Linked DNA regions of Macaca mulatta: region 2 is linked to region 1. Evidence: chromatin contacts called from public Hi-C data. All regions are on one chromosome and are shown on one strand. Each heading gives the region's core, a stretch centred on a gene start, on an enhancer-like site or on the middle of the called end of the contact. The rest is flanking DNA. Distances are from core to core; before and after follow the strand shown. Region 1 holds the start of SRGN (serglycin). Region 2 holds the start of KIFBP (kinesin family binding protein).

Evidence for each region. A called contact is a pair of places that touch in the nucleus more often than the background predicts.
Region 2: a contact with region 1 is called in a Hi-C map of blood, with 2.6 times the contacts expected there. The contact joins the promoter of KIFBP here to the promoter of SRGN in region 1. A contact is called at or near these places in 3 of 14 Hi-C or Micro-C datasets (blood and fibroblasts).

What each region holds. Positions count from the first base shown.
Region 1 is chr9:80,555,261-80,558,336 of T2T-MMU8v2.0, forward strand. SRGN (serglycin) reads right to left here and starts at 1,560. Exons shown (of 3, transcript NM_001261094.2): 1 at 1,447-1,560. The coding sequence starts at 1,525.
Region 2 is chr9:80,649,783-80,652,858 of T2T-MMU8v2.0, forward strand. KIFBP (kinesin family binding protein) reads right to left here and starts at 1,435. Exons shown (of 8, transcript XM_077946678.1): 1 at 976-1,435. The coding sequence starts at 1,401.

The sequences.
Region 1 (3,076 bases), core at 310-2,809:
CATGATCCGCCTGCCTTGGCCTCCCAAAGTGCTGGGATTACAGGTGTGAGCCATCACGCCCGGTCTTCTTCATTTCTTTCTAATAAATACTGTGCAAGGAAAGTTTTTGTTTTCATTCTAGTTTTCCTTAATGAATCTTAGTGGGAAATTCACGTTTCTGGGAAATTTTGAAAACATAAAGACTTACGTATCTCTGGTTAGGGTATGCTCAGCACCATCTAGCCACTCAAGACTGTACTAAAGTATGGAACTCATTACTCTCGATCTTGTCAGACCACATGGTTATTTGGGAATTACTTCATCAAGCTGAAGATATTCCCCAAAATATCCCAGGGAAGCCTGTTCCCTAAAACTGACAACGTTTTATATTTTTAAAATACATAGATTAATAAAGTTCCAGAAACATTACTTCCTCTTTTTTCAGTATTAGCATAACTAGAAGAAAATTATTTTATAAATTTCTAACATAAAATGAATGTCTCTGCGATCATCTGTAAGATTTCATCTCCACCGGAAGCAAGATCATGACAACCAAAAGTCGCTTTGACGAAACAAATCTAGAAAATGTGTGTCATTGTGACTCAACATTTCCCTTACCATTTGGCCTAACCTAATGTTTTTCGACTATAAGCTCAGCCATCTCTCTATCGAGCCATGATCTCTGTCTTATTTAGACATGATTCCTTATTTACCAAAGAAGAACAAATGGTATTTTTCTTACAAGCCTATCATTTTCATTGTCTCAGTCATTAGAGGTTTTAAGTTGTTTCAGAGTCTGACTAAACAACACTAAATGATAGATAAACGTAGGAAGATATTTCTGAATATGATGTTTCTCTGAGCAACAGTATAAATACCAAATTATTTGGCCTTCTCTCTAAAATCTGAGAGGGTTTACATTAACTATGTCTAACCATAATTGAGTTTTCAGTAAGAACCAAATTTATCTTAAAAAAAAAAAAAGAAGAAGAAAAAATACACACAGTCAGATTCACCCCAATTGGAATATAACATCTCCCAGTATTAAAATAACGATGACACCGTCACAGCGCACTAGAACTTGGGGCTGATGTAGACACTGAGGGGTAGGCAGAAACCCCCAAACACTCAAAGGTGCCATCTCCTCCATGCAACACACACAGGAGTCATTTTCTGGATTCCTTGAGCTTTTTAAAATGTATAAACCTCACATTTTCATCCCAAAATAGCACATTTCAATCATTGTAAGAGTTTACAAGAATGCACAGGCCGCCGAGTTTAATTTTTCTTGGTACCAAACTTAACTGAACTTATATTAAAGGGTTCGGCGACCCCAAATCCTTCTTCTTTGCCTCCTTTCCCATAATATTTATTATACATTCTATGCCTTAAAATGAATCTAATGACTTGTATGGACTATGGGGCTTACAGAGAAGATGGCTGGGGAACAAGACTCCTGAGTCTTACCTTGAACTGAGGATTCCAGAACCAGGATGAGGGCAAGAGCCAGGACGAGCCGACTGCATTTGAGTAGCTTCTGCATCATGACCAACTCACTCCAGCTCTCCCGGCTGCACGCCAACTTCTTGATTAGGAAATGTAGCAGGGTGCTCTCTGTCCCTTTTAGAAAAGGTTCCAAAACCTCAAACCCTGCCCAGAACACACGTCACAATTTCCTGAACAAATAGAAAGAGATCCACATCAAAACCCAGAAAGAAAGTTGGGCGGGGGGGGGAAACACAGTAAAATAACTATTCATACCCATTATGAAACTGTACTGGACTCCCCCCAGGCCTGCTTTTTCAAAAGTTTTGTTGTTTGCCACTTGCCTGCCAGAAATTTTTTTTCCCTACTGAAACAGTAGAATCAGCATTTGGGACAGTTTGTTTTTCCTTTCCTTAGGTATTTTTAGTAGAGACAGGGTTTCACCTCAGGTAACAATCTAAACACGAGATTGCTAATATTGAGAATCTGCTGCATTTTTGATGAGATAAGGGAGCTAGGTGCTGCCTTTTCATCACCGAGCACTTTCAACATAAAACATTATCTTCATTTTATTTTTCACCGGGGAGTAGCATATCTCACTGAGCCAAGCTCATGAAGTGAAACTTCAAAGCTGAGCTCTAACCTTCAAGAATGAGTTGTCGGATTTCAGATGAAGTTTCTTCTTAAACTCAGTTTCTTGCATTGGATCATCGGCTCTCTATCTCAAGAACGTACGATTTTCAGTTACAAAGACCATGGTAAAACAGAAAAATTCTTTTGCATTCCTCTCTCCTTCACACTGAGCATTTCTTATGATTGGATTCCATTTCTACTTTTATCTGTTCTCCTAGTCAAAACTTTCAACTTGAGTTTTGGGTCCTCTGGGCTTGAATAAGCCAGAAATCAGGAACGAGGGAGAGATTGTACTCACAGCGAGCTGCTGGACCTCAGCAAACAACACAAACCTCTGCCTCATGTAGATAAAGGAACAGCATTTTCCCTGGGCATCATGCAGATTTCTGGAGGACTAAGGCTCTATATTAAAGTTATACAATAAAGGTCAGGTGCTGTGGTCCACGCCTGTAATCCCAGCACTTTGGGAGGCCGAGGCAGGTGGATCACGAGGTCAGGAGATCAAGACCATCCTGGCTAACACGGTGAAACCCTGTCTCTACTAAAAATACAAAAAATTAGCCAGGCGTGGTGGCGGGCGCCTGTAGTCCCAGCTACTCGGGAGGCAGGGGTAGGAGAATTACTTGAACCTGGGAGGCAGAGGTTGCAGTGAGTTGAGATCGTGCCATTGCACTCCAGCCTGGGTGACAGAAAGAGATTCCATTTCAAAAAAATAAAAATAATATAATAAAATAAAGTTATACAATAAATACAAGCCTATCATACATCCTTGCCCTTGTGGCGTATACATTTTCCTTACTTCCTTTCAAGATTCGAACACTCTCCATTTCAACATGTCTATCCCTACCACTACCCCAGACGGCTTAATGCACATGCCCCACTCTCTATTCTCATCCTCGCCCTTGCCTGGCCTTTGATAGGAGGGAGGAGTTTCCCTTCCCTTGTTTTAGGCTTCCTGCTGATTCCTTTACCATTTCCT
Region 2 (3,076 bases), core at 185-2,684, 94 kb after region 1:
ATTTAATAAATCAAGTACCATATAAATGGTATATACAAAAAGTATTATAAGAATTCAAAGGTAGGAAGGAGAGATCAGTTTGGCTCAAAATGGTCCCAAGAAAGTTATTAATACTAAAGGAAGTGATTCTTGAGATAGGTTTTCAAGAATGGGAAAGAATTCCCTAAGATGCAAACAAATGAATTTGGTAAGAAAGGAAACTGAAGATTTTGGACACATTATTTTGAATTAAGAATGTATTACGAGCCAGGCACAGCGGCTCAGGCCTGTAATCCCAGCACTTTGGGAAGCCGAGCCAGAAGGATCACTTGAGTCCAGGAGTTCAAGACCAGCCTGGGCAATATAGTGAGACCCCCATCTCTACAGAAAATTTTAAAAATTACCAAGAATGGTGGCATGTGCCTGTGGTCCCAGCTACTATGAAGGCTGAGGCAGGAGGACTGCTTGAGCCCAAGAGGTGGAAGCTGCAGTGCGCTATGATGGTGCCACTTAACTCCAACCTGGGCGACACAGTAAGAACCCTATCTCCAAGAAAAAGACAAAAACAAAACCAAAAAAGAATGTACTCCGGTCATTATCATTTCCTTGAGACGTTAAGATTTAAATTACTTTGGATTTTCTTAACAGAATGAACAGGAGTTGGACTGGTGGAGAGGAAAGCGCATGACGATGTAGGAGGGTCTCGGACACCAATGCATCGCCACGACTAAGTGAAGCAGCAGCAAGCGATGCTGGAGTGGGCGACGAGGGTGGACAGGGAGTCTGGGGACGACTGTGGGAGATCTAGTTACAAGGCAATACGTCCTTAAGACTGGCTTTTTTGAAGACCACAGACGCTCTCTGGGACTCAGTCCAGAGCTTCAAAAACGTGGGGACGAATTGCGCCTTAGAACTTCTGCCCTTGGCCTTGGCAGGGGCTCCTCCCCATCCCTCGCCATTCGTCGACAGGGGCCGGCCTGCCGGGCTCGCTCTCACCTGCGCCTGGATGTAGAGGGAGATGCAGTCGTGCGAGAGTCGGTACCGGCGCAGCAGCCGCAGGCATTTCACCAGGTGCTCCTCCCCCGCCGACAGCTCCTCCGTGTCGATGTGGTTCACCCCGAGGTGGAACTCAATGACCGCCAGCCTCACCGCCCGCTGGGCCACGGGCCCCTCGGGCTCCACCACCTCAGCCGGCAGCCCCAGGGCGTGGTCACCAGCACCCGGGCCGTCCTCGGCCTCAGGCCGCTCATCCTCGTCCTCAGGCGCGGGGCCGAGCAGCGCCTTGACCTCTTCCAGCAGGGCCCGGGCGCTGTATTTGGACTTGTACGGTTCCTTCTCCGGATTTTTTTGCAGTTCCACCCGCGACAGGGTCAGCGCCGCCTGGAATTTCTCGCAGACCTCTGCCCACGGAACGTTCGCCATAGCGGCCTCTACTGCCTGGCTTTCCTCAATGTTTGCAGTCGGGACTCCCGCCTTCCTTCTGCTTTGCGACACTTTACTTACGGCTCTCGGCACGTTGCGGCCGCTATGGAACGAGAACCAATAAAACCCGTCCGGAGAACCGCAATACGCTCGGCAGTGGCCAATGGGAAGACGTAGCAATCACCACAACAACCATTCTCATGGAAATAAAGTTGTCAATGAGGGTGTTCCCGCCTCCTTCCCCGCCCCCTGCAGCGGAGAGTTTATCTCTAGATTGACCCTGTGAGGATGGATTTATATAAATGTTTAATATGAGCTTACTTTAACGAAGCATGCCGAAATATTTTTTACAAACATAGCTAGCTAACTCTACTCGCGTTGATATGAACTGAAAGGCAAAAACCTTTAGACATTAAGTGTATATACCCCAGCCTGTCACTGGATAAAACTTTCTTTTTTAAAAAAGGACAGGCGTGGCGGCTCACATCTGTAATCCCAACATTTTGCAATGCCAGTAACATTTTGGGATGCCTACTGGAGTGGGCAACATAGCAAGACCCATCTCTACAATAATTTTTTAAAAAAATTAGCCGGGTGTGGTGGCGCGCGGCTGTAGTTCCAGCTACCACGGAGCGTGAGGTGGAAGGATCGCTTGAGTCCAAGAGGTGGAAGTTACAGTGAGCGAGACTGCCTCAGAAAAAAAGAAAACACGAGTATTAGAACAAATACCTGGCCGGGCGCGGTGGCTCAAGCCTGTAATCCCAGCACTTTGGGAGGCCGAGACGGGCGGATCACGAGGTTAGGAGATCGAGACCATCCTGGCTAACACGGTGAAACCCCGTCTCTACTAAAAAATACAAAAAACTAGCCGGGCGAGGTGGCGGGCGCCTGTAGTCCCAGCTACTTGGGAGGCTGAGGCAGGAGAATGGCGGGAACCCGGGAGGCGGAGCTTGCAGTGAGCTGAGATCCGGCCACTGCACTCCAGCCTGGGCAACAGAGCGAGACTCCGTCTCAAAAAAAAAAAAAAAAAAATACAACAAATACCTAATGCATGCGGGCGTAAAACCTAGATGACAGGTTGATAGGTGCAGCAAACCACCATGGCACATGTATACCTATGTAACAAACCTGCACGTTCTGCACATATATCCCAGAATTTAAAGTAAACTAAAAGAAAAAAAAAGATTGAAATGTAGCCGAGAGCTGATTATTATCAACATATAATATCTTGATCGAGAGCCATAAATACACAAAACACTCAGTGATAGTCAAATACTTTCACTTCAACCCTGAAATACAGGTTGTAGGAATCTGTACAACTGCCCAAGGTAACAAGAGCTAAGTCCCACAGCTGTGAAAGCCACCTCATGCCTTTTACCTTCCTAAGTTATCAAGTCAAATGGGGAGGGGTGAGATAAGATTTTAACTATTACGCACCAGTTGTGTAAAGTGCTTTGAGACGTACAAAGGAGCATTGATTTTGGAAGTTCATATACATATGATTTGAACCTCAGATTGACCTGCTTTCTTAATTGACAAGTTAAACTTTTTTAAGCTTCAGGTTTCCCATAGTAAAATCTGAATGATACTACTACTTACCTCTACAGAATTATTCTGAAGAATAAATAAAATTAAACATCTATCCTTTAAGTGTTAATGCTCCTAAAAATTCCTT